Linked DNA regions of Mus musculus: all the other regions are linked to region 3. Evidence: chromatin contacts called from public ChIA-PET, HiChIP or PLAC-seq and Micro-C data. All regions are on one chromosome and are shown on one strand. Each heading gives the region's core, a stretch centred on a gene start, on an enhancer-like site or on the middle of the called end of the contact. The rest is flanking DNA. Distances are from core to core; before and after follow the strand shown.

Region 1 (5,085 bases), core at 1,262-3,761, 510 kb after region 3:
TGCGGAGAAACCCTGTTTCGGAAAAAAAAAAAAGTTGAAAACCCCAACAATAACAACAACAAAACATCTCCCAAAGGTCCAAAAAGAAGTCAATGGGAAAATGATTTAAGACATCTTTTTTTTTTTTTTTTTTTTGGGGGGTGCCTTCAAAAATCCAGTATTTTCTCTTTTGTTTGTTTGTTTGTTTACTTTACATTTACAGAACAACTTACTGAGACCAAACAGCTACAGGTACTTACTGGTTATTGACTAAGACAGTGCAGCCTAGATCAATTCCTTAGCCTACTCTACCTGTGTCCTGGGTGGACAGCTTGAGGCCTAACTGTACCACCTGAGGGCTCTCAGGCCCTCACACTTCTCTGGTGTAGTGGGAAAGAAGTCACCATGAGGAGATGGGACAGGAAGGGCTGGGTATGGAGTGGTGAGGGATGGGGTTGTAGTGGCGATGGGGGTGGGGCCTTCCTTGTGTGCTAGAGTGTGACTCAGTTCCTCTGCTCCTCAAGAACCGAGACCAAGGGCTGGAGAGATGGCTCAGCTAGTTAAGAGCACTCAGTGCTCTTCAAGTAGTCCTGAGTTCAATTCCAAGCAACCACATGGTGGCTCACAACCATCTGTAATGGGATCTGATGCCCTCTTCTGGTGTTGCTGAAGACAGCTACAGTGTACTCACATATATAAAATAAATAAATCTATTTTTTTTCTTTTTTCTTTTGTTTTTTTTCGAGACAGGGCTTCTCTGTATAGTCCCAGCTGTCCTGGAACTCACTTTGTAGACCAGGCTGGCCTCAAACTCAGAAATCTGCCCGTCTCTTTCCCAAGTGCTGGGACTAAAGGTGTGCGCCACCACCACGCCTGGTGAAATTTTAATTTTTATTTACTTTTTTTTTTTTTTGAGACAGGGTCTCTCTATGTAGCTCTGGCTGTCCTGGAACTATGTAGACCAGACACCTGCTTTCTGCCTCCCAAGTGCTGGGATTAAAGGTAGTCATTACTTTTTTTTTTTTTTTAAAGATTTATTTATTTATTTATTATATGTAAGTACACTGTAGCTGTCCTCAGACACTCCAGTCTGATCTCGTTACGGATGGTTGTGAGCCACCACGTGGTTGCTGGGATTTGAACTCCTGACCTTCGGAAGAGCAGTCGGGTGCTCTTACCCACTGAGCCATCTCACCAGCCTGGTAGTCATTACTTGTTTGTTTTACAAACCAAAAAATTTTGGAACAGAGAATATCACAAGTCATTTAGATACATCAGATTTTTTGTTGTTTTTCAGAAAGTATCTCAAGAAGTTCTTTCTGGCCTAGAACTCACTAAATGTATGAACATAAAGTTCGACTCCTGTTCCCTTGGGCCAAGAGCTGAGATTATGAGGCAGGGAGGAGAGGAAAAAGACAAAAGGACGTTCAAATGAGCCCCATTACTACTATACTAGGCATGTCTAACCCAGAAAGAAAAAAAAAGATCTAGAAGGAAATGAAGTTTTGCTAGAATCTTCTGAAGGTCACAACAAAAACAGGTTTAACAACTGTAGCCTGCACCACAACTCCCTTAGGGGAACAAAAGCATTAGAGTTGTGTCTGAAAAACTGGTTAATATTTTGACCTTTCTTGGAAGCAGAAACAACTAAGTCTCCCCAATAAATCAGAGTAGCCTGAGGGGGGCCAGGCCGAGGATACGTCTGGGAGCTGGAGGCAAACGATGTGGCTTGTCAAACGAGGGTATTCAGCTATCCTGGGGTCTGTGTGTAGAGGCCCAGGGAGACCCACAGGTCTGGCAGCCAGAGCAAAGCCCTTACAAAGGCCGCAGGTGCCCCTCCTAGCATCTGCATGGCGGAGCTGCGTGCTCAGAGCGTAAAGGCAACCTATGCAAAACCTTGCTCTCCTCCTGGGAAAGTGAGCCCTGTGACCGTTTGTCTTGTTTTTTTTTTTGTTTTTTCATGCAGCCTCATCAAGTCGCATTTGCCGCGCGCGCGGTTTGGGCGAGGCGGGAAAGCGAAAGTTGAGCAAACTTTGCAGGCTCTACCCTGCATCGGGGCGCAGACCGGGCACCGTGGGGTACCAGTTAAGTCGCCCAAGCTCGGTGACCTTGAGAGCGACTATAAGGCTCCTTAGTCTGCGATGGATGCCCCACAACGAGGAAGCAAGCGTCCATGTTTCACTCTGACCCGAGCCCGCGGCTGCAGCCGCCATCGCCCGGGATTAATGGCGGCAGAGTCTGGACAGCTTTATTCGGCTGCAGCCTAGGCGGAAGTGGAGGAGAGGGGGCGTCTGCGCGGCTCGCGGGGATGGCCGGGCCGAGCGCCGCATCTGCGGGACAAGCCGGCACGCGGCGACGAGCTCGCGCCACCGCGCGTACCCCACCCACCTGACGGAACGGCCGGCGCGCGCTCCCAGTAACCGCGGTTTCTCGCAGCGTTTGTAGCGCTTACGTCACAGCCTGCGCCGCCTCTGATTGGGTGATCTGGTCAGGTCATGTGGCAGAGCAGGGTGCTATAAATAGGGCGAGGGGACGGTGGTGGTCCGCCATTTCGTGACGCCGCGAGACCGAGAATCTGTAGGAGCAGAACCAGAGGGAAGCGGGTGGGCCTGTCGGAGCGTTAGGATTTGAGCTTGGGCCTTTTGAACCCAGGATCTCGGTAAGGGACCGGCGAACGGAGGGAGGGAGGTGGAGGGAGGGAGGTGGAGTTCCGCAGACTCGAGGTGGGGCCGGGCGCAATGGCGGCACCAGATTGAGACAAAGGGGCGCCGCCGCCATTTTGTGACTTTCGGTCCCGGGCGGCGGCTGGGGCCCCGGGCAATGTTGAAGATGCTTCCAAGTCTGTAAATCCCGGACTTAATCTTTTGTCCTTTGGAGGAAGGCTCGGAGAGGGATTGCTCCAGGCTGGGGTGTGGCCGGCGTGTGTGTGTGTGTGTGTGTGTGTGTGTGTGTGTGTGGGGTAGATCTCTAAATGAATTCTCCACGTCGCGGCCTTTAGTTTGATGGCGCCTTTTTCTTCCTTGCTCCTGGTTTTCTTGGTATAGTGTCTTGAGGACTTTGTATATATTTTTTAAGACAGGTCTTTTCGTATTTACTGAGCCCCTACAGTCTCATCTTTTTTTTATGCCGACTTGGTGTTTGCTTTAAAAATCTTTTCTAATGAGGCTGCGTTTCTTAATGTAAATCATAGTTCACTTTGAGTTGGGTTTTTCTTTGACCTATTTGCTTTTAACAGGTGTGAAAACCGGGGATGGATGAGTTTCATTTGTCTTTTTGTTTGTTTTTTTAATTTTCGCGGAATGGCTTGGTCGCTCAACTGAGTCTTGGGCACAGGGTGGGGTCACGGCAAAATAGGGTTAAATTTTTTAGTTTGATAATAGTCGGTTTGAACATTATGGTGTATAGTAGGGAAGACACTTAAATGGCTTATTAAGTAGGGTTTTCATTTCGGAAGTGTGAAGTTGAAGACTTACTGAGTGTATGTCCTCAAGGTTGTATGTTGTATGTCCTTTTAGTAAAGATTCTTTTACGCAGGAGTTTAGGGTGCACGGTGCAGGCCACTACATGCCTAGCAGACCTCAACATTTACTTTTATGCACTTTTTACTAAAAGACGGGGGGTCACTAGCAAACTTCATAACTGTCATTCCTCTAGCCTGTTGAGCCACAAGCATGCTTGCCTTCCTAGCTATGATAGTTTTGTTGTGGAACCTTTGTGTGGTTCCAAGATATTTATTTTTGTTTGTTCCTGAGACAGTTCTTGCTGTAAATCAGGCTGGCTGTCTTGGTTTACTCAACTTTTTTAGATCTGGTCTCCAACTCATCATTTCCCTCCTCCTTCAGAGTGCTGGGATCAAAGGTGTGTGTGTGTGCGTGCGCACACCACCTTCCTGATGCACTTAGTTTTTGAGACAGGGTAAGTTATGCTTCAACTTCTGCATTCCTTTTTCTGTAGTGCCGGCCTTCTCAGAATTCCCTGCCTCTCCTTGGGATTTCTTTTAAGTGTCTGGATTTTCCATTTCAAGCATTTCACATGTAGGGAATTGTAATGGCCTTTTCTGGTTTTAGAATGTTTTCAAGACTTTTAAACTTAGTAGTAGACAGTATATTCCTGAATACTGTGTCACATTCTAGATCTCCATCTCCTGGTAGTCATTTAGATTGGCACAGCTTTCACTATTGAGAGCAGTGCTGTAGTGAGGCTTTGACATGTTTTTCATTGTGTCTGTAGTTCTGGGGATTAAGTTTCAGTTGCATGCTAGACAAGCTCCCCACCACTGAACCACATTGAGACTTGAATATATGCTTGGAAAACAAATGGAGCCAGGTGTGGTGACTCACAGTTGTCTTAGTCCTTGAGAGCCAGGCTAGCCTGGCCTATCTACAGTGAGACACTTTTCTTAGAACAATAGCACATGGTTTGGCTGCTTGGAGAATTTTAACTGCTTATTAGAGAAGTGTTTAGAAAAAAGTGGTATTAGTGTTAAGACAGTAAAGGAAATTTTTGTGGCAGTGTATCTTGGAAGTATTTGATTGCGACAGGACTTTAACTGTAGCCCTGCCTGGCCTCAAACTTGTGATTTTTTTTTTAAGATTATTTATTTATTCTATGTAAATACACTGTTGCTGTCTTAGACACTCCAGAAGAGAGAGTCAGATCTTGTTATGGATGGTTGTGAGCCACCATGTGGTTGTTGGGAATTGAACTCAGGACCTTTGGAAGAGCAGTCGGTGCTCTTAACCATAACCGCCGAGCCATCTCTCCAGCCCCAAACTTGTGATCTTAATTAATTACTTTTAAAAACTAGAAATACAGGTTCTGCCCAAGGAAGGAAGCCTTAGTTTATTTTGTGTTTGTGGGATGGTGTGTGCACCACAATAAAGGTCAGAAGATAATTTGTAGTTTTTCTACAATGTGTGTCCCGTAGCTGAACTCAGGTGGACATGGTTCCCTATGCCTTTATTCTTCTACATCTCTCCTAAGGAAACTTGGAATGTAAGGTTTTGCATCCCAGCAAAAGTCCCAGCACTTGGGAGGCAGAGGCAGGCGGATTTCTGAGTTCGAGGACAGCCAGGGCTATACAGAGAAGTCCTGTCTCGGAAAACA
Region 2 (4,623 bases), core at 1,258-3,757, 270 kb before region 3:
ATTCCATTCTTGTGTATTGAATTAACTGTTTATATATCTCGATGGCGGGTTTGCTACCCGCCTCAATGGTTTGTGTTCCCGAATGAAAGACACACACAGCTGTATGTGAGCACAGTAGCTGGGCCACCTCCATGTGGCTAATCCACCTCCCGCTCCTCATCCTGACTTATCACTTACTAAATCCTCTCTTCTGTCTCGGCTGCTCGGAACCCAGAGGGCTGTCCAACTGGGCCTCGAGGACAAACAGCATCAGGACAAACCCACAACACTTCTGTTAGAGTAACGGACGTTTGTTTATCTCGTTGTCCAGGATGGACATTTGGGTGCTTTCTCCCTCGTTTCCTTTTCATTTCCTTCCTCCTCTGTTGTGAGCATCCGTGTGGAGGCTTTTGCCTGGATCTGTGCAGCGTGCAGTTTATGGTCTTAGTCATCTTTAAGTAGCTTTAACTATATACATAGTTTCTGCCATCATCTGCCTGCCCCCTCTGGAACTCTTTCATAATTCCCAAAGTGAACCCCTCCATATATCAGCTCCCGATTGCTCCCTCCAGCCCTGGCTGCTCCAGAACCACCATTCTGCCCTCTGCTTCCAGCTCACTCCTTCCTGGTGCTGACAGGAGTCAGGACATAACTCCCCTCTCTCTCTTCTCACCCTTTTTATGTTCTCATTACCCGTATGTGTGTGGGTCTGTGTGTACGTATGTGGACATGAATGCAGGTACCCAAGAGGCCAAAGGAGTCAGATCCCCCAGGGGGTTCTGAGCTCCATGATGTGGGTCCTGGGAATTGAACTTGGGTCTTCTGGAAGAGCAGCACTTGCTCTTAACTGCAATCCATGCCCCCAGCCCCTTCTACTCGACCCAACTTTTTTGAAACAGGGTCTTAGTATGTATCTAGGTTGGCCTAGAGCACTTATAAGCCTGCCTTCATGTCCTGGTACTGAGATCAGAAGTGAGGTTCACAGCCAGACATCTCTTTCGGAGTGGCTTGTTCCACTTAGCACAACACTTTCAGGGTCCATCTGTGCCGTGTGTGGCGTGTGTCGGCATTTCCTACAGATTTATGTCTGTTGTAGGTATGTGGATGTGCCTACATGTATGCACGTGCACCACATGTGTTCCTGGTGCCCATGGACTGGACCCCCGGGACTGAAGTCATGGCTATAAGGCACCATGTTGATGCTGGAAACTAAACCTGGGTCCTCTGCAAGAGAAACAAGTGCCCTTCTCCGCTGAGCCATCTCTCCAACCCTAAACTTCCTTTTAAAAAACTTTTCTTATTTATTTATATTGGGGACAAGGTCTCGCTCTGTAGCCCTTCCTGATCAGAACTTACTGTGTAGCCCAGGCTAGCCTCAGACTCATAGTGATCCCTGCCTCTGCCTCCCTAGTGTTGGGTTAAAGCGCATGCCCCTGTGAAGCCCTCCTCTGACCTCGGTGCTTTTGGGGTGGCTGACTGCTTCCATGCTCCCTGCCCTGGTGGCTGCTGTGCTCCCTGGACCACCTGCATTTCACTGAGAATGTCTCAGCTCTCCTTGCTGACCAGACAGCATCTCTTCATTGCTTCTCCGCAATGCCCTCATCCTCTGTGGGTACGCTGTCCCTGCTTTATCTGTGGATGTCAGAGGATCTCTACTTAAAAATTATTTTATGTGCATGAATGTTTTGCTTGCATGTATGTCTGTCTGTACAGCTCCTGCATGCCTGGTATCCACGGAGGGCTGAAGCAGGAGGATCCCCTGAAAGTGGAGTTACAGACATTTGCAAACCACCGTGTGCCTGCTGGGAACCAAACCCCGGTCGGTCGTCTGAAGGGCAGCTCATGTTCTTCACCATAAAGCCATCTCTCTAACCCTGATGTCTACTCCTTAGAATTTTTTTTTTTTTTTCGAGACAGGGTTTCTCTATAGCCCTGGCTGTCCTGGAACTCACTCTGTAGACCAGGCTGGCCTCGAACTCAGAAATCCACCTTCCTCTGCCTCCCGAGTGCTGAGATTAAAGGCGTGCGCCACCACGCCCGGCATTACTCCTTAGAATTTTAAATTGTATTTATTTATTTGTATGTATTTGTGCACACTCATAAACATTCCACAGCACCTTATGTGGTGGTCAAAGGACAACTGTGGGAGTCAGTTTTCTCCTTCTATGTGGGTGGTCCCAGGGATGAAATTCACATTCAGTTTGTCACACTTGGTCACGGGCCTCTTTACCCATTGAGCCATCTCAAACCTGCCCCCTTCACCCTTTATTTTTGAGGCAGGTTTCATGTATTCCAGGCTGGCCCCAAACTCAATATAGCTGAGGATGGCAATGAACCCCTCATTTTCCTGCCTCTGCTGTCTGAGAAGAGACCCGCACCACCATCAAGTGCTGGGATCCAGCCCCGGGCCTCGTACGTTCCAAGGCAGGCGCTGTACCCACTGGGCCACCTCCCAGCCTGGCCACCAGCCGTTAGGTTGCTGACAGTGCTGGTGTCTGCCTGGTTTTGAAGGCCATGTCTGCAAGCACCATGGAAAGATGGGGAAGTTGTGGGTGAGGAGGTCCTGGTCCTTCTCTGGATGCTGGAGGGAGGTGGGGGAGGCTGGCTTTTAAAGGTCCCTCCAACAAAGACAGCACTAGTGGGGAAGAGGCTGTCTGTTGAGACGCTGGTGTGGCCGACCTGTGTGGTGAGTCACTGGGAACAGGGGCTGTTTGTTCGAAGGTCCCTCCCCAGTTGCAGGAAGTGTTAATAGTTCCTGTACTTCAGAGAATGAAGCTTCCTCAGCTCCAAAACCAGCCTGTTGAGTCTCAGATGCTGCCCGTCCAAGTTAGCATTCCCTGCGTAAGGATAAGAAAGCCAAGACTCTGACTTGTCAAGGCGAAGCTGGCCTCATACAGCTCTGGCTGAGCACTGCCTGCTGCCATTATCCTGTCTCCTGACTCTGAGGTGTGCCCGGGCCTGGCTACTGGTTCTGAACCCTGAACGTGCCCAGCTGACAAGTTGTCCCTCTGCATGACTTCTGCTCTTTCAGGTGGCCCCCCTGACAGCCGGGCGCCATGTGGGAGTCCAAGGCTCAGCCATCTAGAGACAGGCTCTACCTCTCGATGAGAAGAGTGGCATAGGGTATATGGCCATCCATGATCGAGCGATGGAGAGCTGGGGTTGGACCCAGAGCCTACTATCACCACACTGTTACCATATGGAGTCCCTCTCTGATGTCTGCCTCCTATGTTGCCAGTGTCCCCTCTCACCCTCTAAAGTGGGAACTGTGCCAGTTCCCAATCCATGTTGGCAGCCAAGATCCTTCCAAAATAGGTTGTGCCCCCGGGATCTGCTCGTTGCCCTCAGGCATCAGGCCTGGAACTTCCCTGCGGAGTTCCCCTTCTGCAGTGCTGGGGGTGGGAGCCTCACACTACACTGCTGTGCACTGCAGGCAGATGTGCAGGCTGACAACCCTACAGCTGTGCCAGGTGGTGCCCGACAGGTGAGTCCCACACAGGGCATGGTGGGCGGACTTTCCAGGAATTTTGGCCCACAGAACTAGAAGCCCCCTTGCTGATTAGTGTGTAGACTGATTAGTGTGTAGACTGCCTTGCTGTTAGCGGCTCCTCCCACAGCCACAGGCATCTCAGAAAGAGACCTGACTCCCTCCTAAAGCAACCTCATTCCCTCGGTGGGAAACACTAAGAAATGTAAAGGAAAAAAAAAAATCAAATTACCTAGAACCTGCTCAGAAATCACCACGGCTTAATGTGTCAGTGGATATTCTTTGGGATGTCTCATTGATATCGTCCTGCTTTCTCTGTCTCTCTCTGCACCCCCCCCCCCAGCCCCCACAGGAACAACACACCTATACTTTTTTGTTTGTTTGTTTGGTTTTTTTTGTTTGTTTGTTTGTTTGTTTTTCGAGACAGGGTTTTTCTGTCATGTCCACTGAGCTTAAACAGGGAAAGGCACAGTGAACCCTTGGCTTAAATGTCCTGTCCTAGAACTCACTCTGTAGACCAGGCTGTCCTCGAACTCAGAAATCCGCCTGCCTCTGCCTCCCAAGTGCTGGGATTAAAGGCGTGCGCCACCGCAGCCCAGCACACCTATACATTTTTATCTATTTAATATTGGCAGTCTTGTTGCGTGGCCTTGAACCTGGTGCCCAGCTGCTTCAGTCGGCATGCTTTAGGATTTCAAGTGTGTTTGACAGAACCCTGCTTGCTCAGCACTGTGCGCAGCGTGTGGTTTAATGGCTTCATATTTACACAGCTGGCCACCTACTCTGAGAACACTGTCATTGCTCCAAACAGAAGTCTGTGTCCACACTCCCATGGGCCTTTCCCAGCCCAGCGCACCCCCACCCCTACCCCCGCCCTCCCTCCCAGGCAACTGCCAAGCTCCTTCTGTGCCTCTGGGACTGGGACATTTCCTGTAAATGTAACTTCCAGTACGTGATCATTTGTAAAAGTCTTGGCTCCTTTCTCTGGGCATAAATGGGACACTGTTGTTTGTTTGTTTGTTTGTTTGTTTTAAGATTTATTTATTTATTAATTAATTATATGTAAGTACACGGTAGCTATCTTCAGACACACCAGAAGAGGGCGTCAGATCCCATTACAGATGGTTGTGAGCCACCATGTAGTTGCTGGGAATTGA
Region 3 (4,942 bases), core at 2,044-4,543:
ATTCCAACCGACAACCCACAGGTCTGTCCCTGGTGCCCATGTTTGCTGGTGTCAGTGAAACTCTGACCTGGACACGCTCAGAAGGCAGAGGAGCTGACAATGTCTTCCCCATCTTTGGTTCTCTACCAAACATTTGCCTTCCCATGACCTACAAGTGACCGACTTTAACTGACCATGTTCCTAGCCCAGGCACATCCCCATTGCCCACTGAGGCCCAATCCCCCAAACTCCCTACAGTGGTAGGCTAATTTTTAGGGGGCTGTGGATTAAATCTAAGGTCTTACCTTACTAGGCAGGCAGTTTACCACTGAACAAAATCTTTACTTTTAATTTTTTTTTATTGTTTTTATTTTTGTTTGTTTGGTTTTTTTTTTTTTTTTTGAGACGAGACAGGGTTTCTCTGTATAGCCCTGGTTGTCCTAGAACTCACTCTGTAGACCAGGCTGGCCTCGAACTCAGAAATCCACCTGCCTCTGCCTCCCAAGTGTTGGGATTAAAGGCATGCGCCACCACTGCCCGGCTACTTATAATTTTTAAAAATTAAATTACTGGGTGTTCCCAGCCTCCTCTCCTCTCTAACACCAGCACTGCCTCTCCCTTGCTTGCCAAGAAAGAAGGGGGGATAAGCAAAGAGGTGCCCTCTGTGGTGGTAAAGCCCCCAAGAAACAGCTGGCTACAAAAGCTACTCCCAAGATTGTGCCCTCTACTGGAGAGGTGAAGAACATCATCATTACAGGCCTGGTTGGTATCTGGAGCTGGTCGGAAGCAAATGAAGTCCATCTAGTTGGCCTTTTTAAAGACACCCACCTATGTGCTATCCAAGTCAAACTTGTAACAATTGTGCCAAAAGAGAGCCAGGTGGTGTGCTGTATATGCAGAGAACATGCTCGCCTTTAATCCTGGCATTGAAGAGGGTTCTCTCTGATGTCAGTGTTGGATCTGTCACCAAACATCAGGTTCTCCTCTCCACTTTTGCTTCATTTGTTCTATTTATTTGTTTGTTTGTTTGTTTTGAGACAGGGTTTCTGTGTATGGCCCTGGCTGTCCTGGAACTCACTCTGTGGACCAGGCTGGCCTCGAACTCAGAAATCCGCCTGCCTCTGCCTCCTAAGTGCTGGGATTGATTAAAGGCATGCAGCACCACTGCCCAGCTCTTTTTTTTTTTTTTTTTCTTTTCATTACTTTTCCCAGCCCCTTCTCTCCAGCACCATAAATGCCACCTTTGGCCCAAATGGTCCTGCTTCCTAACCCAGGCTTTTCCTGGCTCCTTCCAAACACCATTTACTGTGTATGTTATCACCTTCAGCCAAACACACTGGGTACACTGGGTGCTACCCTGTGTGTTCCCAGAGCAAAGGCTGGGGGTTTGTCCTTGTCAATTCCAGCCTACAGGACTGAGCACAGCCCTGCCGCACTGGGAGAGGACATCAGATGTTCTCAAGTGACCCAGCCACCCATTTGATTCAACAATTCCCCTCACCTTCCTCTTACTCTCCCTCTCCTCAGTTGGTATGTCCAGTCCCACCCAGCGTAGCACCTCCCTAATGCTCTCCCAGGTCGTCTTCTTTAAACATATACCGTGTACTGTACCTATTTAGTGAGTGTGGATGCAGGTGTAACATGGCTGAAGGTGGGAGTCACAAGACAACTTACAGAAATAGATTCTTTTTGCCATGTGGGTCCTCAAGACATCAGACTTAGCAGCAAGCACCTTTACCTACTGGAGCTGTCTTGCTGGCCCTTTGTCCCTATTTCTCACTCACCTCAGACTCCTCAGAGATTGGAGGAAGGAGCCGCTGACATTAAAGTTACCCTCAGGGAGTTTGTGCTAAGCTTCAAACACTTGGGGGCACAGAGTGAAAAGATAGCAGCTGCTGACATACCTGCTCCTGTGGTACAGCGCCACAGACAGGGGCAGAAGGCGCAGGGGAGGGGCTGTGGACATGAATAAATTGGTACAATGCTTGCCAAACATGGAGAAACATGAAGGAGACCCCAGCTCCCTCCATCCATGAGGTGGGGTGGGGATGTGAGGTACACACCTGTTATCCCAGCATTCCGGAGATAGAGGCAGGAAGATCAGATGTTTAAGGCTATTCTTGGCTAAATAGAAAATTTGAGATCAGCCTGGGCTAGAGATCTTGTCAAAAAAAAAAAAAAAAAAAAAAAAAAGCCTTTGTATGGCTGAGCCACTAGTTAGGTGTTCTTTGCAGGAACAGTCTCTGTCTCTGTCTCTGTCTCTGTCTCTCTCTCTCTCTCACACACACACACACACACACACACAGGTACTGTGATCCTACAGTCACCTCCCACCTCCTGACCTACCTGGGAATGCACCTTCCACGGGAGAGGCTCTGACAATCTCAACTCTATTTTGATCCTTTTAAACAGCCTCCAACCTGTTCTAGGTTTTATTGCTTAATTATGTTCTGTGGTATCCTCACCCCACCCCCACCCCCCACCCCCGTTTCCCTGTAGGCTGTAAACTCCTTCATGACTGGGTTAGGGGCAGGATTGTTCTTTGATACCATTTAATTATAGTCTAAAAATGAAGCCAGGCTTCATACCCACAGGCTTGGGTCCCAACCTGGTTCCAACACTTAGCTATCTGGCTTAGGGTCCTGGTTCCAACACTTAGCTATCGGGCTTAGGGTCCTCTGAGAGCTCAGACTCAGTTCCTAGGCTGTAAAAGGCACCAGAAATACAACAGGGCAAAGATCACAAGACCTAAAATGCTGGGAAGGAGTTGGTACGTGGTGAGCATGGAACACTTTGTCCTCCTTCCCTGAATAGCTGAGACCTTCCATGAATTAGAGAACCAAGTCTTCACTGATTAGTGCTCGCTCTGGGGTACTTGACAAGAGAAAGGAGACACTGAATAATTACATAGCGCAGTGGATAAAGGTGCCGCCAAGCCTGACATGAGTTGGGGTCTCACAAGGTAGAAGACGAGAACCAACTCCCACAAATTGCCTGCCCTCATATCTCCAGATGCACGTTATAGCACATGAGCCCCAGCCCCCTACAGTAAATTTAATAAAAAGGCATTACATCTATCCCAGGATCATATCCTGGGTGCATGGCCACTCCACCCGGCTTAGTGACAACCTGTGAACCGCAGACTTGGTGAGAGAAAAACAGTCCCTAAGAATGGCGCCAAGCATAAATATCTGTTGAATCAAAAATCAAGCGAGTCAATAAAAAAGCAAAGACAGAAACGTCCCACCCCGCCGAGCCCCCAGCCCAGCCGCACCCTGTCCTGGAGCCCTATTAAGCCATAGTCCCCAAAGTCCGCTTGTCTACAGCCCCGCCTCCGATTGCCTTGGAAACAGTGACGTTAATCGAGGGGGTGTGGCCTCTCTCCATCCTCTCAAACGTTGTGAGCCGCGCCTTAGCACAACCTGGAGGGGAAGATGAGGTTAAGGTTGCTGGGTACTCCCCCGTTCCTTAGGCCGGAGATAGCTAAGCACACCGGTCTGCGCCCACGAGAGAGCCCACCTTGCGCTTGCCCTTGGCAATTTAGCGTAAGATCGCGAGAGTGCGGGCCTGGGTCCCCGGGAACCGCCCCTGGCGATTTAGGGGGCTTCTGGAGACTGCAGGCTTGGGTCCTCGGAAGACCACCATACTCTCCACCCTCGACGTTGTCCTGGTGGGCGCAGTCCTGCGCCTACCCGGGCACCCCAGACTCGCTGCGCGCCCTAGGCGCGGGCGGGAAGGGGTTAAGCAAGGTGCTGGCTCGGGGCGCGGCTCACGGCGCGTGTGGAGGAGGGGAGCGGGGAAGAAAGTGAGAGCGGGGGCGGGGGACCCGAGCGAAAGAACATCCTGTGCCGCCGCCGGATGCGAGAGGCGGGGGCGCGGGGGAAGCTGGGCGATGCGCTCCGCCCCGCGCTCCTCCTCCCGGGCGCTGCCCGCTCCCGCGCTTCGTACTGCTTCTTCTGGTCCCCACGCCTTCGCGGGTCATGAGCTTGCCAGAGGGGCCCCTCAGCTCGAGTTCCCCGGCAGGGGTAAGCGCGGGGAGTATGGGATCCGCTGTGAGGAACGGGCGCCCCCCTCACCCCCCAAGCTTTTTCCGCTGCACACTGATGGCGAGCTGTCCCCTGCGCAGCGCTAGGATCGGCACCTTCTCTGAGCCAGTCCTGCTGCCAGTACTTTCAGGACTAACACAGAAAAGCTGGTTGTGGAATTCGAAGCCCTCACACTCCTGGGATTAGAACCGGAATCGGTCGGGCCGCAGGGGGCTTTTCACTGGGAATAGCGAAGACTCAAATCCCTTAGCTGATAAGGCTCGGGAGAGAGGCCTCTCGGAAGTCATGATAGGCGCTTGCCGACACAGTTCGATCCCCAGGTCGCACAAGGTGAAAGGCGAGAGCCACCGATTTACATAAATTGCCCTCTGACCTCCATACATGTGCCTTGGACACCCATGCTTGGGGAAGCCAGGTATGGTGGCTTTGAACCCAGCACTCAAGAGGCAGACGCAAGAAGATCTCTAGTTGAGGCCGAGCTCTTGGACTACTACATAGACTGGGGAAAAAAAAAGTTAAAAAAAAATATGGGGGTGGAGGGAGCTAGCTATCTAGGCAATGCTCTTTACTTGATCCAATCAGAAAAGAGCCTCACCAGCAGATACAATGGCGCTATTAATGTCAGCTTTTCAAAATACAGGCTTAGCACCAAACTGCTATGTAATGATGACCTTGAACTTCTGACCACCCATACCTCTACCTCCGGAGAGTGCGGGCAGGGCATGGGGGGCGAGGTTACAGAAGTGCAGCACAGCCGGGTGTATAGCAGACCCTCAACACCACCTGGAGCCCTAAGGACGCTGAAACACCCGTGGCCCACGCTTGGTTGAGGAGAATGAGGAAGTGGCTTTGGAGTTCCACGGGTGGATGATGGGCCTTAGGGGCAGCAGCTCAGCGAAGTGGGCTCAGGGTATGTA
Region 4 (5,028 bases), core at 2,255-4,754, 380 kb before region 3:
TAGGAATGTGTGACAGACAGGGACCTGTTAGGGGTGGAAAGACACTAGCCCAAGTGACCTTGCCAGTACCCCAAACATCAAAGCCTAGCCTGACCCCGGGCCGATTCGACCCAGGCACTGCTAGACTGCTCACCCATCCAACACTGGGGCCCTTTGTTCCTGCCCGGGTGCTGGAGGTGGTAACCATGACCTCTATCGGATGCCTGAGTGTGCCAGGTGTTTCCCGCTGTGAACCCTGGGAGGCTGTTATGTCTCTGGTCAGAGGAGAAAATAAAGCAGGGCAGAGGTCATGTATGTAACGGGGCCGAGGGCTGAGGAGACGCCGCCGCCAATGGTCAGGTGAGGACCCAGTTCTTCTACAGAACCCATAGAGAGCCGGCTGCAGCAGGGTGCAGAGGCAGAGGCAGGAGGATCTCTGAATTCAAGGCCAGCCTGGTCTGAGTTTTAGGACAGCCTTGGCTGTAAAATGGAAGCTTGCCTCTTGACTCTGGTGATGGGATAGCCCATTCTGGCTTGTACCTGTTCTGCCGGGGACACTACCGCCTGTCAGGATAGCGCCATGGGTTGGTTTCGCCTTGGAGCCAAGGCTGAGAACCGTGACGGTGACAGAGCAGGGTTGGTCCCTGCATGTGGTATGGTTGTTCGAATAAGGGTGCCCCTAAAAGGATCTAACCCTGGATACATCAGCTAGGTGCCTCCCAGAGGTTGCTCTTACCAGAGAAGTTTGTGAAAGAAATACATCTCACAAAGCAAGGAAGATGAGGTTTGAAATCAGATGGCAGCATTCCTGGGTATGGGGACGGCCACCTGCCATGGCAGCCCTTGGAGGTGGGAGATAGTGAACAAAATTAATTAATTAAAGGTAAATTTTAAAAATACAGCTGAAGCCGGGCAGTGGTGGCACATGCCTTTAATCCCAGCACTCAGGAGGCAGAGGCAGGCAGATTTCTGAGTTCGAGGCCAGCCTGGTCTACAAAGTGAGTTCCAGGACAGCCAGGGCTATACAGAGAAACCCTGTCTCGAAAAAACAAAAAACCAAAAACCAAAATAAAAATAAAAACACAGCTGAGTAGTGAGTGGGAAGGGCCGGGGAAAACTGGATGCTCCGTCGTAGGCTGTTCACACACAGCTCAGTGCTCCTTCCTAGTGCTCTAAGTGTGAGTTTGCAGAAAACTGTGCTAATCGACAGAGCAGAGGGCAATGTGGCCTCACCCCCAACTCACAGTGCCCAGGCTAGACCCCCTGCTACTACCTGAGTAGAATATTCTAGAGGGCTGAGGAGTGCGGTGGGGGTGGGCATAGAGCAGATGCTTGGGAGAAGCCCCCTGGGTTGTAGAGAGCAGAGGGGATGGTCAGAGGGCAACTAGGAAGTGGGAAGAGAAGGGGACTGTAGTCAAACAGGGCTTCCAGAGGACAGGGTAGCTTGGAAGGGCTTGGCTACTCACCGCCACTCCCACCCAAAACTCCAGGAGGACAGCGATGTTCAGGGGGTCCAGGAACTCTTCTCAAGCTCCTGGAGAGTCCTCCATGCCCACCTTAGCTGTGGGGTGGGAGGAGTGGGCTGGCAGCAAACCCCGCCTGCCTCAGGATGGAGAAGGGTGCACACTCAGGATTCCAAGAAGGCAGAGATGAAGGCAAGCAGGGCGGGAGACAATCTTCCCTCCCCACCTTGGGGCTTCTCTGCTCTCTCCAGTTCTCCCCAGGCACTGTCTGGCTACCCTCAATTCATCCCCCCCCACCCTTGTTTGGGGCAAAGAGAATGACAAGTTTGAACTTGTTCTCCAGCTTCCACATAATTGGTGGCAGCAGGCAAGGCTGCTCCAGAGGGAGGGGTTTACCAGAGGAATGGGGGAGGAAGGAATCTCAGGAGTGACAGGGCTGGGAGGGACCGTGTAGGGGGGTCATCTGACCAACCTTTCTGTGGCCTCCACTCCATTCCCATGACCTGTGTGTTCACCTCGCCCGCGCCATCTCTCGCATTGTACAAGGGGCCTCGAGGGTTCCTCTTCCTGGCTTTCCAGGGGCAGCGTCCCCTCAGCATCCTCTGGCCCAATAAACCCATCCTCCTTTTCTAGCTGGGGAAACTGAGGTCAATCGAGATGGGACCGGAAGCCAAGAGGCTTCTCAGGAGCTGGAACTGGGAAGTCAAAGCCTCTTTCTCTGTTCGTTCTCTTACCCTTTCATTTAATCCCTGCTAAAGGGAGGGCTCAACTCTTCTCCAGGGTAGGCAGGCGTCTGCTTACAGAGCCCACCCCCACCCCAGCTGAAGCCCGCTGCCAATGCCAAGGGTTTGAGGACTGAGTCATCTTTAGGGAGACCTTGGTCATTGCCCAGTTTTCCTGGGTACCCTGGGATTTTTTTTTTTTTTCCTGCACAAAATTGGCTCTGAAGCAGGCAGGACTCTGAGGCCTGGTACAATTGGCTCAGAGCGACTAAAGGGATAGGGGGAAAGGGGACAGTGTCCAGGACCCAGGGGAACTTGCTCCATCGGCAGAGTGTCTCTACTTTAAACCTAATCTCTGCTGCCAGTGAGGTTAGCACTGGAAGCCGGTTTGGAGAGATTGTACAGAGCCTTTGTGTGTGCCAAAGATGATCGTGGGGTAGCTTCTACCGGTGTGCTGAGCACTAGACAGTGCATATGGGAGCCACGCCGAGAAGGGCGTCTCAGCGGGCTACCTTCAACGCCCACAGAGCCTGCCCTTGGAGCCGGGCAGTTTTAGCCAGGACTCATCTGAGTATGAGGATTGTGTCCAGAGGGTGGGAGTGACTTTAGGGCTAAAGGTTCGGAGGACGTTCCTTGGACCGGAGTCCCAGCCCATCTCTGTTCCGAGGTGCAGCCCTTCCAAGCTTTCTCGACACCTCGCGCCCTCTTTGTCTCCCCGCCGAGGTGCGCGTGCAGACCTTCGCCGTTCGGCCCTCCTGACGTGCGAGCGCGGGGGGCGCACCCTCGGCTCCCCCGCTAGCTCCCCACAGGGAACGAGCGGACGAGCCGGAGCCCCGGTGCTGTTTGGTCTGGAGCGGAGCGGGGGCTTGCATTGATCCATTGATTGTGCGCGGTCTGCGCCTGACCTCCCTGCTCCCGGGGAAGCCGTCTCCATGGAGACCGGGCCCGCTCCCCCAGCGCCGGATTGTAAATTCCTGCAGGCAGCGGCCCGGCAGCCTGGGGAGGGGGCCGCGCGCCCGGGCGCGCAGGGGGAGCGGCCGCCACGCCGAGGCCCCCTTTGAAAGAAAAAAAAAAAAGGGCACGAAAAAGGAGGTGGAGGAGGAGGAGGACGGAGAGGAGAAGCAGGAGGGGCAGTGGGAAGGGGAGGAGGAAGAAAACGAAAAGGAGCAAGGAGAGGAGGAGAAAGAGGAGGAGGAGGAGGAGAAAGGCGAAGAAAAACAGACGGAGCCCGGGAGACGAGAAAGCAAGGGAGGAAGAAAGAGGCAGAAAGGGCGTGTTTAGGCGCTACGTCTCCCCTCCCCTTTCTCAGGTCCCAGCTCCGGCTCTGCGCGCTCGCTCTCAGGCTACAGCTCCCCGCGGGCGAAGCTGGGCGTCGGGTGCGATAGCCCGGGCCGCCCCTCGGGCCGCCGCCCCGCGCCTGCCCGCGTTCCCCACCGCGCGCTCCCCACGCCCAGCCCGGAGCCTCCGCGGGGCGCCTTCCAGTCCCCTCCCCCTCCTCCTCGCGCCCTCCCCGGGGCTGCGACACCCCCGCGGCCCCGCCGCGCGGAGCTCCAGGCCATGGGCTCGGGGCGCGTCCCCGGGCTCTGCCTGCTCCTCCTGCTGGTCCACGCGCGCGCCGCCCAGCATGGCAAAGCTGCGCAAGGTAAGGGAGGCGCGGTGCGGGATTGTGGGGCGGCGGGGCGGCGGGACAGAGGGGCGGCGGGACGGCGGGGCCCGAGCCACCAGGGCAGGTGTCTAGAAGTGCGTGGCTGTCAGGACCCGGCCCTGTGCCCCCCGACTCTTCGGCCAGTGGGGCACAGGGACGCTAGACCTCGGGGCGCTGCGCGACAGGCAATAGCGCCTGGGGAGGGGGGCGGCCAGCAGAAAGGAGCATGCATGCACTTCTGCCGGCTTCCCTGCCACCATCTAGCATCTTCCTCCGAGGTCAGAGAGAATCTTCTCTCAAACATTGCCAGGGACTCCACTTTGGAGCTTGAGACTGAGGGAAGGAAGTTTTCAACTCTGCTATACGCTTCGTAACCTCCTCCCCTGCCCGCATGAGGCAGAGTCAGGCCGAAATTTCGAAGTTACCGTCTTATCAAGTCGAAGGATGTTAAAGAAAAACACCTCTTTCGCGGTGAAACCGACTGCCTGTCACAGAATAGTAGGAGCAGTAGGAGAAAATGTCTGTGACTGCCTTCTGGCACGAACGTTGCGTTTCTGCCTTTGGGGGGGGGGAATCCCTTTCGTCTCGCATGGCTTTCATTTCTTATCATAATATTTATTTATTAAGGCCTGGGGTTTCCAATTCCATTTAAATCCAGGTTAGAATTGCATTAAAATAACAAAGTAAAATTCCAGGCTGGGAGCTCTGACAGATCCCTCTAGGAATTAGAGGGAGACTGGGAGGCCCTCCTGCCCCGGTCCCTGACCCCGCGCTCCTGGGCCAGCCAGTCCCAAGGCTGCGCTGGCAGAAACCAGGCTGGTGTCCCACAGTTCTCTGGGGACAGCCTCCCCTCCCCCCATTGACCTGCTGTACCCCTCCCCCCACGCTGTCCTCACCCAAAAGAGATTTATATGGACAAAAAGAAAATTCCTCTTAGCAAGATTTTGCCTGGGGAGGTAGATTCTGTCTATTGTCCTGGGGGTTCCTGAAGCCAGCCAGGGATGAAGAGGTGTCTGAGTCAGGAGGAAAGTTGAACTTGGGAGTTGAGGAAGTCGTCGAGTTGTCTGGCAGTCAGTCAGTCGGGTCAGTGTGTCGGGGGCGGGGGGGGGGGGGGGGCGGGCGGGGTGTGTGTGCTGAATCTTAAACTGGGCTATGCCAGCAGCTTTTCACTGTTGGTAGAAGGTGCTAAGCTAACACCTCCCTCCTCGTCCAAAACACT
Region 5 (4,537 bases), core at 19-2,518, 350 kb before region 3:
TGTATTTCTAACCAATAATCCGTGCTATAAAACCCTGGAAAGATCCCATGTGTGTCGTGCTAGGATGGCAGAGCTGGCTCTAACTGGGTATATACTAGGGCACCAGGTGGAAATTCCAGTACCACACTGGGACCTCGGGGTTAACATGCCCGTGCCAAGGCTCCTCCCCCTTCATCTTCTTATTTTTAATTGGAAGCTTATTTTCTCTCAATTTCTGAAAATATCCTGAACCACAATTCCTCCCTGCTTGGAAGAGAGATAATAAAAAGAACTTTTAAAGTTAGGTGTCAGGTGTAAAGATGAGGCAGGAGGATCACAAGTTCAAGGCCACCTTGGGATCCACAGTTTGAGTCCAAAAAAAGGACAAAACTATGGAAAAACAGAGAAGAAAGGGGGCACTTGGTTTTGTTCCTCACACTGCTACCCTATCAAGGGGACCTGTTGGTTTTGGGGAGCTGATGGAGGAATGAATGAACGCCCAAGAACCTGAGAAGACTCTCGGGGCGTTGTCCCTCAGGGGTCGACCATCAGAGTGTCATTTCTCAGGGAAGGCAGTAGAAGGAAGCAAGTGTTGTCAGGGAACCTTCCTTCAGAGAGAATCATCCCTCAGGAAGATGAGTCGAGCAGAGGGGAACGTCAGGGCCCTTCCTCAGGGGACAGGATGGGTGCACCATCCCTCATAAACACTCACGTTCCCCAGGGCATATGGGAAAAGCCAGTACTGCAGGGAGAATTGTCCCGCAGGAAGGACTGTCAGGGCTCCATCCTTCATAATGCTGTCCCCCCACCCCCACCCCTCGGGCATCTTCCCACAAAGTGCAGGAAGGATTGTCCCTCGGGGTGCAGTCCATGCAGAAGGACCATCTCTCACGGAGACTGTCCACAGGGAGGACCGTCCCTAAGTCCCTCAGGGTGCTGAGCCCCAGTTCACCTTCTGACAGAGCGGGAGAGAAGCGTCCCTTAGGGTGAAGTCCCAGGGGGAGGACCATCCAGCAGAGATGACTGTCGGGACGCCATCCCTTGGGGCGCCGTTGCACAGGGCGCTGGGAGGACTGTCCCTCGGAGTCCCATCCCCTCCAGGCGTCTGGTCACCGTCCTCTGCAGGAACCACCTAGAGATACCTGCAATGGCTTCCTCCCGAGCAGCCCACCGCCGCTCGATTTTTTCCCCCGTTGCTATGGCGACCGCGGCTTCCACCCGGCGTCGTGACGTCATCACGCCCTCCCCGGGCGCCCGGGCTGGCGAGGCCGCGTCACCCGGCGGCCAGCGGAGAGAAGAGCGAGGCGGAGCTCCGAGGCTCGCCTGAGGAGACTCGGCGGCCTGGGCTCCGGGGCCCGGGAACCGGGATAAGCAGGCCGGCCGCCGCGGCGGAGGGGGGCGGGCTGGAGCGTGGCCCCGCGCTGGTCATCCGGGTTCCGGGGCCCGGCGGAGGCCGCGCCGGGAGCGAGAGGGAAGTGCGGCCGCCCTGGAACCTGGATATCGCGCGAGGCAAGCCGCGCGCGGGCGGGCTATGGCGCAGGCGGGTTGCGGGGCCGGCGCTGGTGGCAGGGCCCGGTGCATGGTGGTCTGTCGGCGGAGTCGCCCTCGGGGGCTGTCAGGTTGGTGGCCGCGGGAAGAGTGGGTCCACCGTGCCCCGAGGCGGGAGGCTGGGCGAACGCGGGGCCCCGGGAAGGTCCGGAGCCCGTCGTGCCCACCCTCCTCGGTCCCTGGCCTGGCGGCTGGGCCTCCCTGGACGGCGGCCTGGCCCCACCCCCACCCAGGGTCCCTGCCCCTCCATCCCGCCCTGAGACTCCTCCCCCAGGACTCCCAAACCCCGCCCTCCTCCTCCTCCTTGACCCCATACACACACTCCTGACCCCCAGACCTCACAAGGCGACCCCCAATTCATTGAGTGCTAACCCCAGCCCTGCTTCTGGACCCTCCAGTCTCAGTGCTGATACAATCATTACATGGCTTCCAAGAGGCCCGTAGTCCCTAGTGACCCCCTAGACTACCCTCTGTGGGCACCCCTTAGTCCTCTCCTGGCTTCTGCAAACCAGACTCGGGCTGTTTCCCACCCACTCATCCACATAACTCGTGATCTTCGCCCCGTAACACCATGATCATCTCACCCTCCTGACATCCCTCTTTAACCCCCCCCCCCGCCCCCAGCCTCCAGTGTCAATCAGCACATACATAACTTATGCCCACTGCCATGCCACCGTTGTGGTGATCAAGAGTAAATGGAAATGAAGTATCATTTGAGGCAGGAAAGGATTCTAGATTGAGTGTGTGGTTCAAGTTCAAATTCTATCATGTTGAGCTTTGGAAACCTTGGTGGAGGTCCTTTCCTTACGGTGGACTTGAGTTTCTGATCAGAACTGTGATGAGATTGAGTTTGGTGATTCCCCAATGTTTCTTTCTATTAAAATTCTGCAATTCTTAGTCAAGACAAAAATAGCGAACTTTTTTCTACGCTGCCTCAGAAATGTAGTCCTTGTAACCTCACCCTCCCACCCCCACTCCCAACCTGGGTCTACTGGCTTTACCGAACAGTATTTCTTCATTCCTGTGATTGTCTACACTCTGCCCCCTCAATTGGACTCTATCAGTTTGTAAAGCCGTGCAGCACAGAGCTTCCCACTGAGTTGACATCATGAGCTTGGCCCTTCAGCTGGGGAACTTTTGGCAAAGCATTTAAAGCCTGAGGTAACAGGTGCAGAACATTCAGGACCCTTCTGCCTCACAGGAAACCTTTACCTTTATGGTAGAACAGTTGTTTTTAGTGAAGGTCTAACTACTGGGTGCTGGAGATGCCACAGACACCAAGCATATGGCCCACGCCAGTCACTACTGCTGCCATCTTGGAATCCCTGTCCCCATCTCTGATGAGTGCCTTACCTCTCACTTGGACCTTTTTCACAGCCCCTTAGTAATGATCCCCCTGCCCCAGAAACTACTGTATGGCAAACTTTATTTATATAGATTAACTAGACCTCTCACAGGCCAGACCTATTAGCTCTTTCTGTCACCACTCCCTCCCTGCCTTTTCCTGAGAGTTGCTTTAAATAAAGGAATCTGGAATTGATACATTTGAACTGACCATGCTAGAAAACCCACCCACTCGGTTGTCTCTCATATCCTGACTTCCTGGTTTTCCAAATTCTCCTCAGGCCCTTGCTCCTTGCTTTCCAGGAATTCTTAAATTCAACCTTCGCCCATCTAATCACCCTCAAGGGCTTCTTCTCCTTGTCCCATGACTAAGTAACTTTTCTCACCCTCTTCATGACCCTTGACCTCTTATCCCCCCAAGACCCCTTGCACCTTATGTGGAAAGGACACCACACCCTTCTTTAAAACCCCTATCTGAGGCTCCTGTAACAAAGGGCAGATTAACAGGCGAAAAGCATCGCAGTTTATTTAGTTTAACTTACTCGATGCGAAGCTTTCAGTTAAGGAGGTGAAGACCTGAAGATTAGACCCATGCATTTTTATTCTAGGCTCGGTGAAGATGGAAAATATAAGACCAAGAAAATGCAGTAAATGGGGGAGGGGGTGTAACATATCAAGCCCCAAATGTTCAGGTTCTTGCCCATGACCCACATCCTTAAAAGGGTGCTTTTTTTCCCTCTTATGTTGGGTACGGGAAGGCACAGAGGATCTTAGGACCTGCTTCAGAGGAGAAGATAAGAGAGACCTTGCTTCTCACGTCCTCAGATTGCCAGCGTTTCTGAACCAAGTTAACCCTATCGGCTGTCCTGCTAATCCAGCGCTGTACCACTAAACGGTATCCCTGTGTCTGCCCTTGGCCTCGGAGGCTCCCACTCAGTGATGTCCCTGACATCAGTCACCCTTAATCCGTTCCTGGTGCATATGCCTGGGGAATCTATGTGTCCCCGTGCTGTGGGAAACCTGCTTTCAGCCAGCAGCAGTCTTGCTCCTCCCCTAACTTTTGCCATCCTCAGCCACATCCCGATCTCTGAAACCTCTAATTAGCGCTGCTAGTGACCTTACCATTTGCCTAGCTTCTGAGAAATGAGTCGCTTCTGCCCCAGCACGGTCCCACCCTTCATGCACCTGCACACTAGCCCATTCAGGGATCCCACCTTTGTGCCCACGCCCCTGCTCAGATCCTGCGTCTCCCCCACCCCACTCCCTGCTTCCTTTTCATCAAGTATTCCTTACCCCTCTTCCTCACAGGGCCCCTGCTTCCTCCTCCCTGTTCCTGTCAGTAAGTGTCCTTACCTCACGGATCTTGACAAACTTGACTGTACTGTGCCTCTGCTTCCTTTCCAGTTCTGCTCTTGAAATGTCCATGGCTTTTGGATTCTGAGACCCCTACTTTCAGTTGTGTAGGAGAGGCACCCCAAACTTCTGGTTTGTCCCAAGAACCGTGCTCCAGGAACGTCTGATGGATTCAGATGCTAGAGACCCAGGAGTCTCTCTGTCTTTAGGTAGCAAGGAGAGAGCCCTTGGAAGGCCTTTAGGACTGATGTGGCTGTGTCTCCCGAACACACTCTTGTTCCCAGCCTCTTTCTGAGGCCACTGCAGATCCTCT

The links. A called contact is a pair of places that touch in the nucleus more often than the background predicts. ChIA-PET counts read pairs in DNA pulled down with a chosen protein or histone mark. HiChIP or PLAC-seq counts read pairs in DNA pulled down with a chosen protein or histone mark.
Region 1: an RNA polymerase II ChIA-PET map of memory CD8 T cells shows a contact between it and region 3, with 19 read pairs. The contact joins the promoter of Srsf3 here to the promoter of E230001N04Rik in region 3. A contact is called at or near these places in 1 of 484 Hi-C or Micro-C datasets (CD4 T cells) and 4 of 115 datasets of contacts at active chromatin or transcription factors (bone marrow-derived macrophages, effector CD8 T cells, memory CD8 T cells and 1 more).
Region 2: a contact with region 3 is called in a FOXA1 HiChIP or PLAC-seq map of pancreatic cancer cells. The contact joins the enhancer-like site here to the promoter of E230001N04Rik in region 3. A contact is called at or near these places in 5 of 39 promoter capture datasets (frontonasal cranial neural crest, liver, pre-B cells and 1 more) and 4 of 115 datasets of contacts at active chromatin or transcription factors (the SCID.adh cell line, double positive thymocytes, embryonic limb bud and 1 more).
Region 4: a contact with region 3 is called in a Micro-C map of embryonic stem cells, with 4 times the contacts expected there. The contact joins the promoter of Scube3 here to the promoter of E230001N04Rik in region 3. A contact is called at or near these places in 3 of 39 promoter capture datasets (the HPC-7 cell line, cranial neural crest and liver) and 2 of 484 Hi-C or Micro-C datasets (both in embryonic stem cells).
Region 5: a contact with region 3 is called in an H3K4me3 HiChIP or PLAC-seq map of neural tube, with 3 times the contacts expected there. The contact joins the promoter of Zfp523 here to the promoter of E230001N04Rik in region 3. A contact is called at or near these places in 8 of 39 promoter capture datasets (the 3T3-L1 cell line, 3T3-L1-derived adipocytes, the HPC-7 cell line and 5 more), 1 of 484 Hi-C or Micro-C datasets (the HPC-7 cell line), 7 of 115 datasets of contacts at active chromatin or transcription factors (the SCID.adh cell line, T-cell acute lymphoblastic leukemia, embryonic forebrain and 4 more) and 1 of 9 other capture datasets (adipose tissue).

The regions. Positions count from the first base shown.
Region 1 is chr17:29,030,149-29,035,233 of GRCm38.p6, forward strand. It overlaps Srsf3 (serine and arginine-rich splicing factor 3), which reads left to right and starts at 2,512. Exons shown (of 6, transcript NM_013663.5): 1 at 2,512-2,638. Gm16196 (a long non-coding RNA gene) reads right to left here and starts at 2,475. Exons shown (of 3, transcript XR_876716.2): 1 at 2,368-2,475.
Region 2 is chr17:28,249,159-28,253,781 of GRCm38.p6, forward strand. The region is part of intron 2 of Ppard (peroxisome proliferator activator receptor delta); the gene reads left to right. Among named protein-coding and RNA genes, the nearest start is that of Ppard, 19 kb to the left of the region's middle. Within about 2 kb of position 2,508, at least 35 of the 459 cell types and tissues checked have an H3K27ac peak or open chromatin away from gene starts, as enhancers often do. A contact at or near this core is called in pancreatic cancer cells, where this site is marked.
Region 3 is chr17:28,519,363-28,524,304 of GRCm38.p6, forward strand. E230001N04Rik (a long non-coding RNA gene) reads left to right here and starts at 3,294. Exons shown (of 2, transcript XR_385504.4): 1 at 3,294-4,004.
Region 4 is chr17:28,138,805-28,143,832 of GRCm38.p6, forward strand. Scube3 (signal peptide, CUB domain, EGF-like 3) reads left to right here and starts at 3,505. Exons shown (of 22, transcript NM_001004366.2): 1 at 3,505-3,806. The coding sequence starts at 3,722.
Region 5 is chr17:28,175,928-28,180,464 of GRCm38.p6, forward strand. Zfp523 (zinc finger protein 523) reads left to right here and starts at 1,269. Exons shown (of 14, transcript NM_001357995.1): 1 at 1,269-1,598.